Regions from separate parts of the Sus scrofa genome. Here regions 1 and 2 are each linked to region 3. Evidence: chromatin contacts called from public Hi-C and HiChIP or PLAC-seq data. All regions are on one chromosome and are shown on one strand. The core of a region is the stretch at or near the end of the contact, and the rest is flanking DNA. Distances in the headings are between cores, read along the strand shown.

Region 1 (3,109 bases), core at 144-2,643, 590 kb after region 3:
AATACAGAAACACACATATTTACACACAAATATAAATTATATGATCATTTGCCCAACACAATTACATTTCCAAGTGAAAAAGTATGTGAAAGTGGCTTTCTAAGAGATGAAGCATTCCGGCAAAATGCAAAATAAAAAAGTTCCAAGTGAATGATCCTTTAGGGTAGAAAAAGGTTAGCTGTGAATACGCTTGTGAAATATACTGTGGAGGATTCTCATTCTGAGATTATGATCGTTCTTGCCTCCAGGTTCAAGTGTTGCTCAATCAGCAAGGTGCTCAATTCACAGTGATTGCGGCGCATTTCCTCGTTGATCAGGAAAATGCGTAATCTCAGCCTAGACACATTTACCATAAAAATGAATATACGAAATAGGATTTTTGATTTAAATTTTCCAGTTGCAGCATATCGAGAAAAATATATGCAAGAGAAGATTCTGTTTGAAAAGCTCTAATTCAAATAAGTCCAAAAAGAACACATCTCTATGTACCTAACGCTGTCTTGCCATTAGATAGCAAGCTTTTCTCGCTCAGAGCCCTTGTCAATTTGATTAAACTCACAAACACGTGGCTGACTCCGCCCCTTTTAAAAATACTCTCTAGCCGAGCCGGAGGATGACTGAGAAGCATGTGGCTTTGTTTCTGTGAGTGGGTCCTTTAACAGAGCAATCAGAACACACAACACTAGCTAGAGGCGAATACGTTTAAATTTAATACCCCACAACTGAATTGCCCAAACGCAGATCATTGCAGAGAGGAATTCAGAAGAATGCAAATTCAAGTCCAGAATCCAGAATACCCTTCCAGCCATGGGCATTTTCAGTTTAAAAATGGGCCTCATGAAATATGATACTTATTTGTAGTGTCGTTTTAAAAGGCTAATTTTGGAAGCCGCTCTGTTTTCTGCATATTCTCTTTCCAAGATTAAAGATCCTTCAGGTGAAACACTTGATAGAAAAGAACGGGACCCTGGGTGTGTGTGTGTGTGTGTGTGTACACACATGTACGTGTCTCTTGCAACGGTAGAGGAAAAAAGGTCCAATGAAATTCCAAAACAGTTAATTCAGCCTAGACCTGGCCCGGATGACCAACTCTGTCCTCACGAGACAGCCAGGCCGTTAGCTGGCCCAGGCGGCTGGGAAGCGAGTGGGGACCAAGCGGCCTTGCAGCCCGGCGGCCACGCTTACAGATGGCGCAGGTCCCCGCCGGACCGAAGCTGGAGCTGGCGGTGGGGTGGGGGAAGGTCGCCCCGCAGCTCACGCGGGGCCCAGAGCCCTAGCTTCCTGCAGGTTCCGCCGGCGTCCGGCGGGGCGGACGCGCTACCATAGCAACGGCGGCCCGCCCCCCGCTTCCCGGCGCCGCCGCGCCACGCAGGGTGGGATGGGGCGGGGCGGCCGTTGCTAGGAAACCGGCGGCGGCCTTCCGCCTCCGCGGCGCAGTCTCTAGGCTTCCACCCTTCACCTACTTCAGCCCAGCCCGGAGGGAAGTGGGGGAGGGTCGGAGCGGCGGGCGAGGAGCTACATGGTGGCCCAGGGCCCGGGCCGTCCTCCTTTGAGGTCGACCCTTCCGGCCGGGAAGACGTCCTCTCTTCATTTGGCTTGTGTCCTGTGCCCGCAGAGGAGAAATGAACGGAAACACTTCGGCATTGCCTCTCCCGGGACTGGCTGTGTAAGGACAGTGACGTCCCCAAACTCCGCTGAGGACCTTTATCCGCCTTCTGAAAGGAACCCTTTTTTGAGCTTTACTAGGTCGAGGAGCAATGTTAAGCACTTGGCATACATGAACTCATTTTCTGTGCTGTGAAGCAGGAGCTAGTACCTTCATTTGAACATGAATAAAATGTGGCTACGGTCGGAGAACCGGTTGGCGTGGAGCCAGAATTTGATGTCCAGTCTTGCTTAACTTCAAGGTCCCTGCTTTTTTTTTAAATAGTTAAGTGTCCTCCGTCAGCTGCCTCTTGGCTAGCACATCGTCCCGTCCTTTGCCATCCAACCAACACACCAACTGGGACACGCTGTCTGGAAATGGTCTGACAAGGAGATGGAGAAGCTGAAATCGAGGTTGTCCAGAAAACCTGGCACATAGAGTTTACACTGATTTATCATCGATAATTTACAGATGTCCCAGTCTGTAATGTAGCAAGGGAGTTGCAACTTAGGGTTCTCAGATTCTTACTAAAGGAAGAGAATCTAAACCAAAGAATTTGCCAAAATCCAGATCAACTTGTTGTGTGTATCCCATGGTGGGCTACGTATTGTGGGAGATTAAAAGATTTCCCCCCCCCAAACAGGGCCTGTGCACAGAGAGTTTATTTGCTATTAGGAAACTGTCTTGTTTTGTCTTGATTCTTGATTGTGCAAGTAATTTATTAAGGACAAGCTTCCAGAAGACACAAATAAGGGAAGCAGAATAGGGCAGGAGGATAAGGCAAGCAAGGCAGGAATGTAAGGTCAAGTTCCAGCCTCAGCTTGATCCAGAGGCAGCTGTGGGGCACAAATTACACAGAGAGTTGCTCGGCCCTGAAGCAAGGGAGCTGGGTTTTTACACCCCTGCTCTTACCAGCCCCTGGCGATGGGCCTTCCTGAACACCCAACACTTCCAGGGTGAGTCTAGGTGAAGGGACTCTAATAGATTAAGGGTAGTTCTTTGAAGGCTGGAGGTGTGAGCCATTAGGAGAGAAGCACCCGGAAGCTAGAGGATGGGGACGGTGAACAAGTAAAGGGGGTCTGAGAGGGTTTGGGCAAAGTACCAAAAGCATACACTACAGTCCACCCCTTGCAGCATTCAGATTCACATGTTCCCTGGTTAAGTTTCCATCTTGTCCCAGCTTATTCAAGATTCTAACTGGTCACAAATCTAGTGGGACAAACTATAGCTCTTGCCCCTGCAGCTGGTCCCAAGGTTATAACTAAAAATCGTCATCTCTCTTCTTTACCATCTATTCTGTATTCCCCTCATCCTCCACTAGCCCTTTTGCTAGTCTAGGGGGGTTGCCTGGAGGGGCCGCAATTTTCACACTTAGGGGGCTGAGCTCCTTGCTGCCAGGTCTCTTTTAGGAAGTGGTTGCTGTCACTGCCTATTTTGAGTTAAAACTGGGCTTGGAAGTAGCAA
Region 2 (3,162 bases), core at 278-2,777, 820 kb after region 3:
GAACAAAATAAGGAAACTAGCTAAAGAAAATACTAAGCAATTATTTTGTAAAATGTGATGGGGAGTGCTTTTATGCTCTTCTGTGGTTAAGTTAAAAAAAGCAAGATAAAATAAAATTAGCACACTCTGCACCCACTTATGTTTCCAATGGAATGCTAGGCATGCTTGTCATGCATGCGACACTTGGGAATGATACACAAATTCAATAAAGCTAACTCCTGTGGAGTGCGACCCTTTGGTAGGTAGGAAGGGGCTTTTATACTTTTCTGGACTGTTTTAATTTTTTGACTATTAAATGCATTGTTTTTATAATTTAAACGGAGCATTTTTTTAACTTAAGAAAACAAAAAACAAAAACCCTGCATGTCACGTCCTTTGAGAATTTCTCCTGTTACCAACATCCCCCTCCCATGCTTCCCTCTTAAAACCACCAGAAGAATCTCATACTTATTATAATTAGCAGCTTGGTGGTGACTTAGTCTTAATGGATTCTAATTCATCCCTGAGTTGGGTTCCTAAGAAGAAAGAAAAATATAGCACTGGATACATCTCTGAAATTATTCAGAAGGCAGCAGTTTGCTTTATAAACATCCCAAGCTGGCCCTCCGCACATTATTTAGAATCCACCCACTACTGCATTGTCTGCCCCAGCCCCAAATACAAAAGAAAGCTCTACCTTGGAGGGCTTGTAACCAAACAGCATTACAATAGCAACTTTAAAGTCCTCTCTGCTTAGATAGCCTTTGTTATCTTCATCGCATGCTTTAAATACCTAAAGAACATTAAATATCTTTAGTTAATAAGGCAGAAACTATTTCTTCTATTATTTTTATTACTTACATATTAAGTTAGACCTCCCAAATCTAAAACTCAGCCGAGGAGTAGGGCTCAGAAATGGAATTTCATTACCTAATTTTAATTCTCAAGAAATCTTAAGGATGCGCTAAAATTTACCCGCCAAAAAGTGCAAACGACTTAATCGCTAGATTAATTCCTTTAAACCCCTGGCATAAATTCTAACCCGAAGTAAATCCTGGATTAAGGAAGGTGAGGCCAAGCGACTGGCTTTGAAAGGCGGGAGGAGAGATGCAGATTACAGGTTTATCACAAATAGACGATGTCACAAGGAAAACAAGGAACTTGGAAGTAGCTAGAACACTGGACCGGGATCCAGAAGGCTTGCAGCCCTAGGCTCAGCCATTAACCAAGACACAGTCCTTATCTGTGCAACCCGGCCGAGATAGGGCCAGGCGGGGTGATGGAAGTGAGAGCCCCAGGTCCAGTTAAAGTCCGAGACTCAGCCCTCTGGACACCTACTTCCACCCATTTCTTGTGTTCCGAAGGGCTGGCTTCCCACATCCGCGGCTGGGCCCCAGCCTGGGATAAAAACATCGCGACTGCCACACTCAAGTCCAGAGAGGTGAATCCACGACCTCCGAGGCCAGAGCCCTCTTTATCGGAGATCGCTTGCCAAGCCCACCGCAGTTCAGGAAGCTGAACTTTTCAGGGCACCTCCAACCTCTTCTCCTATTGGACATCTTGCGAGCCACCGGCGTTGATCCCGCAGTTCTATTGGCCAGAGGTTTTGTTTAATAACGTTTCCTTGGAACAGCCTATGGCGGAGAGGCTCCAGGCCGGCTTCTAGCCTTGGCTCCGCCCCTCTTGTCCCCTTAACTCTTGGCGCGCGACTGGGGACCCAGCTCAGCTAGGTAGTGTTTCAGCGTATCCTGCATGATTATTTTCATCTTCTGCCTCCATACCTTGCAGTAAATTACTTTCGATAATTTTTCTCAATGACGCTATGCTAAACATTATAGGAGACACAAAAAGAAGGTAAAAGGAGCCAATCCAAACAAGTCAAGTCCAAGATTCACGTGCAGATCAGCAAGTCATTGGGGTCGAGCCCTTCGGGGTAGCTAGTTTGTCTGTTCTGTTCTTCTGGATGACCCTAGCGCTGGAGCATAGTGCCTGGCACAAAGCAGACATTCAGTAAACGAACCAAAGTTATTCAATTCAGTCCTCTAGGAGAGGCGCCTGGTTTGAAGAAAACTCCGAGAATAATTAATAAAAAACACCATTGAGCTCAAATGCCAGAGCTAATATCCTTATCAAAGGCAAGGAATTTGGCGAGGGTTCCATTTTGCAAAGGAGTTACTTCAGCCCCCTCTCCTGGTAAATCGGTTTAATCAGATTAAAAAAACAACCCCCCCACAACACTCACACTCAAACACACACACACACACACACACACACACACACACAGAAGCAGACACGCCTGTGTCTGCGAAAAAACAGGCATTCGAGGTTGAGCCTGAGGGAGCTCATTTAACCTTTTATTTTACAGCAGGTTTTACAGTCTGCGCCCCAGGAGAGCCCGCTCCTCCCAGGACACCGGTCTCAGCCATTCCCTTCCTTGAACCTTGAGAGCCTCTCGCTGCCTTTAAAATAAACCTCTCTGCCTCGAGATCCGGCAACCTGAGGCTACGAGAATTCCTGCAGAGGGGATGAGTTTTGCTAATTAACCAACGAAGAACTGGGGGAAACACTTCTTTCTCTGTCTCCCCCTTTTAGGAGACGTGGCCGGGAAGTAAGAGGAGACCTAGGGGAGGGCAGGTCTCTCCGCCCCTTCCTGAGGAAGCCCCCTGCAACCTCTCGGGATCCAGCGGGCTTTAGGACCCGGTGGTGGACGGCCCGGAAGGGGAAGGGGCAGGGCCACGAGACCCGCGCCGCGGCCCGGAGGGTTCGAACTGCGCGCAGGCGCGAGCGGCTGCAAAGGGGCGGGGGCTCAGGCGGCTGCGCGCTCTGGGGGCTTCAGGTGCGTGTATGGAGGCTGTGGGTTCCGCGGCCTCTGGTGGGTCCCGGGTGGCTGCGGGAACCGGGCTCGTGGTTCTGCTCCTTCTGGCCTGGTGCGCGGGCAGCCGGGTTTCGCGAATTCTTCAGTGCCTGGTGGGGCTGGAGGCGGATCCCGAGGGGAGCGGAGCATCTTGTAAAGACACTAGGTAGGGTCTCCTCTTGGGCCTCGGCTTTCTCCACTAATAGTGCCTCTTTGGCGCGAGCACTTGGTCCTGCCGAGACCGGGGTCCAGCCAGCGGGAGTCCCCCTCCGCCGATTGCAATTTCAGCTTCTCCACGTAGCTGGTGGATGGTCTCGGCAGCTAGCATG
Region 3 (3,479 bases), core at 975-3,474:
TCCCCCTGTTATTCTGTATCAGCCTTCAAGTCAGCTGAGAAGTTAGGCAAACTAAGGAGGGAGAAGATGGGAATACATAGCCTGCACCCTAGTACAGGAAGTTGTATAAACCACAACATCATTATAATTCCCAAATACAAGAAAGACCAAAAAAACAGCAATGAAAGGTTAAGATGGCTTAGATTTCTTAATACTTTCTTATAATTATAATTAATACAATTTTAATTCTTATAGTATACTTTCTTTTCTTCTTGCCTAGTTGCCATGCATACCAGCACTCCTCAGTCCTGTGTTCATGGCAGACATCACTAATCAATCCTGAAACTTTTCCTCAAATGGAACCTCCAAGATCACTCTCACCATAATGTGTCAGCTCTTCTGTTGGCAAAAGTTAGTACATAATCTTAAATCCACTTCATTCCTGCTCTTGACTTTTTAATTAAACTAATCAATCTGGAAAGATTCTTTAAGCAACAATTAGCTTAAATCTTCTAGGTAGGTAAGCCTCCTGGTTTCCTGGGTATGTGACTGTCAATTCTTCTTTTAAGGATGTCCATTGTTTTTTTTTTTTTAAATTACCCAGTGAATTTCATTACATTTATAGTTGTACAACAATCATCACAACCCAATTTTATAGCATTTTTTTTTCATTTGTTTTGCAGTTTTTGTTTTTTTTTTTCCCTGAGCAAAACATTTTGCTTTTTGGGGCCGCACTTGTGGCATATGGAAGTCCCCGGGGTAGGGGGCGAATCAGAGCTGCAGCTGCCGTCCTACACCACAGCCACAGCAGCACTGGATCCAAGCCACCTCTGAGACCTACACCACAGCTCACAGCAACAGTGGATCCCTTAACCTACTGAGTGAGGCCATGGATCAAACCCTCATCCTCATGGACACTAGTTGGGTTCATCACCACTGAGCCACAACAGGAATTCCAGATTCCCATGGTTCTTGCTACCCACATCACATTCCCGTGCCCATACTACCTTGGCTTATACTGAGAACGGATTCTTTTTCACGTTTACCTAAACTCTCTTCTGCATCTTTCAGAGAAAGATCAACAGAATGATGAGAAAATGAACGGGCTGTTTGGATCTTCTCAGCCTTCCGCAGCTTGTGTGCTATTTGGGAATCAGGGCAAAACAAATGACTTTGGACTTTCAGAGTTTCTTAGAGAAACTACTAGATTACTTTCTAATCTTACAACAACGAGGCTTCCACACGTATTAACCACAAGCCAAGGCCATGCTACATCTTCTCAAGGAGATGACGGGACTTTGACGCTAGATCCTCACGTCCCCCCAGTCAGGGAGGCACAGAAAGCTTCCTAGCCAGCAGAGAAGAGATGCGAATCAGAAGAAAACAGGGCCGAGAACGCAAGAAGGACAATTTGCTGGGTCATGAACTGAATCAGGTGTGTAAACATGGTTCCCTCTTACCTGACCCAGACCTTGTGGAATTAGGCCCTGCAGCCCCACCCACTCACAAACCTCTACAGTCCCACTGGCCAGGCCCAGCCTCATCCAGACAAGACTTTGCGTGGCGCTGGGCTCCTGTGTACACTAGGGGGTGCACACAGGCTTGTTATCCAGCTCGGCCCTGAGAAATTCTCACCGGTAGAGCAGGGAAAACATGATATGCTGGCCAGGAGCCACTCTTCCGCTCTGGAAAGTGCTGGAAGTGGAACGGGGTTTGGGATTGGAGTTGAGGAAGAAGCACGACATCCTTGTTAATTGCTCTAAGTTGTTTGCTGGTTTTATTTTCAGAGCTGACCTGGCTCCTGAGAGCTGGGGACGAAGGGAAGGTTACATAAGGTGGCAGGCGGGCTCCTCTGTGGGGCTGGCAGCCTGTCAGCCATCCCCAGGGTGAGTCAACACCTGGGAAATAGCATCCAAGGGCGGCTCTTTCAAGCTGGATGGAACTTTCTACCATTACACTGGAGCCACTGTTTGACCCACTCCCAGGCCAGGGAGGCAGGAGCTAATCAGGTCCCCGGGTAGTGTCCCTTTCTGGCACCAGTCCATGAAGGAGGCTCAGAAGGTTCTTTCGAAACTTTAGTGCTGGCGTTGGGGCAGCAGGGCAGTACTCTCAGCCCCAGCTCATTTCACACAAGAGACTTCTGCTCCACTGGCCTACTTTCAGGGTGGAGTGGATGGAGGCCAGCTTGCGGCCGAGCAGAGCCTTCTTCTCCACCCCGTTCTCCACCCCATTCTTCCAGAACCTTCAACAGAGGCTTTGTTCTCCCGGGCCAGAGAACAACGGATGGTGACCACAGTTTCCCAGCCTATCCAGGGGAAATGAGCAGAGGAAAGGAGCCCAGGGTTTTTATTGCCAAATATTTCTTTCCCTAGGAGGACAAGGCATTCAAATCACCAAGTGGAGATTGGAGTTGGTCCAGCCATAAACCAACTTAATGAACACTAATAGAGAACAGCAATGATTGTTGACTTCAAAATGCAAACAAGAACTTTAGACACTGATTCCTATCAGCTTGGTCAGCCTGCACAGATGCCACGGGCTGTTTTGACTGTTGCTTAGCAATGGGAAGTGCACTGTTCCTGTCTCTTATCACTGGAGGTAGAGGTAGGACAATGCACTTTATTGGACTGAATAGGTATGAAATTAGTTTATTCTTTCTCACTTGGAGAAGGCAATTGGTAGCAAAGAGAGTCACTTGAACCATGGGCGGTTTCGAGGTTGCGAGATGGCCCGCCTTTCCTGCCGTCTCAGTAAATCCCAATTGCCATGTGTTTTTCCTCTACAGATAAAGTTTGAACTTTTGCTAGGAGTGTCCATCCTCTCATTAGCGAAAATAGCTTCCAAGAGAGACCTACAGACCAGAGTGGGGGTTAAGTTCAGGACAGTGAAGTCAAAGGTGCAAAGTTCAAGGGGGGTGCCCCCCAAATCAGTCATCAAAATAAATCATATTTTTGCAATATCTTTAATGCCAATTAATGAAAAAAAGAGTCATGGTGAATAAAAGTTTAAAGGAAGACAGCATCAGTATCACTGACTTTTTTCCTTTGACTGCAGGTTCCACTAGGGCAGTGCTCAGCTCTGCCACAAACATTGTTCCTGCTTCACACATGTTTACAACACAGAAGACTTTTGGAGCTGCTTTTTCTCAAAAGAGTGATTGTGCTGTGCGGGGTAGAGGATCCGGTATCTGGGCAGAGGGCTTCCCTTCCTCTGTGGGAAGAAGACCTTCCTGACGCCTTTGAGCAACCCCTCTTCCATGACAGGGCGACCTACCTATGCTTCCAGGATTGTGTCACAGAGAGCCCTAAAGTGCCAGGACTCTGCTGAAAGTTGTCTAACTATTCCTAAAGCAACAGGGACAGGCCTAGAGCTGGTAGTTTATGGTAAAATCATCTCCTCTTTGTTTTTTAGTATTAACAGTAACTCTTGCATATTGGGAAACTTTAGGTTGAATACTACGGACTTGCCAATATTCAACTTTTTTTTTTCCACTTCAAATA

The links. A called contact is a pair of places that touch in the nucleus more often than the background predicts. HiChIP or PLAC-seq counts read pairs in DNA pulled down with a chosen protein or histone mark.
Region 1: an H3K27ac HiChIP or PLAC-seq map of skeletal muscle shows a contact between it and region 3, with 12 times the contacts expected there. The contact joins two enhancer-like sites. A contact is called at or near these places in 2 of 47 Hi-C or Micro-C datasets (liver and retroperitoneal adipose tissue) and 1 of 2 datasets of contacts at active chromatin or transcription factors (skeletal muscle).
Region 2: a Hi-C map of liver shows a contact between it and region 3, with 3 times the contacts expected there. The contact joins the promoter of EFCAB11 here to the enhancer-like site in region 3. A contact is called at or near these places in 5 of 47 Hi-C or Micro-C datasets (embryonic fibroblasts, liver, mesenteric adipose tissue and 2 more) and 1 of 2 datasets of contacts at active chromatin or transcription factors (alveolar macrophages).

The regions. Positions count from the first base shown.
Region 1 is chr7:111,535,163-111,538,271 of Sscrofa11.1, forward strand. No RefSeq gene overlaps it. Among named protein-coding and RNA genes, the nearest start is that of FOXN3, 200 kb to the left of the region's middle. Within about 2 kb of position 1,394, at least 76 of the 83 cell types and tissues checked have an H3K27ac peak or open chromatin away from gene starts, as enhancers often do. A contact at or near this core is called in liver, retroperitoneal adipose tissue and skeletal muscle, where this site is marked.
Region 2 is chr7:111,764,730-111,767,891 of Sscrofa11.1, forward strand. EFCAB11 (EF-hand calcium-binding domain-containing protein 11) reads right to left here and starts at 1,528. Exons shown (of 8, transcript XM_021099597.1): 1 at 1,318-1,528; 2 at 677-772. The coding sequence starts at 1,392. It overlaps TDP1 (tyrosyl-DNA phosphodiesterase 1), which reads left to right and starts at 2,365. Exons shown (of 17, transcript XM_005666389.3): 1 at 2,365-2,815.
Region 3 is chr7:110,948,732-110,952,210 of Sscrofa11.1, forward strand. No RefSeq gene overlaps it. Among named protein-coding and RNA genes, the nearest start is that of TTC8, 220 kb to the left of the region's middle. Within about 2 kb of position 2,225, at least 30 of the 83 cell types and tissues checked have an H3K27ac peak or open chromatin away from gene starts, as enhancers often do. A contact at or near this core is called in liver, mesenteric adipose tissue, retroperitoneal adipose tissue and 2 more, where this site is marked.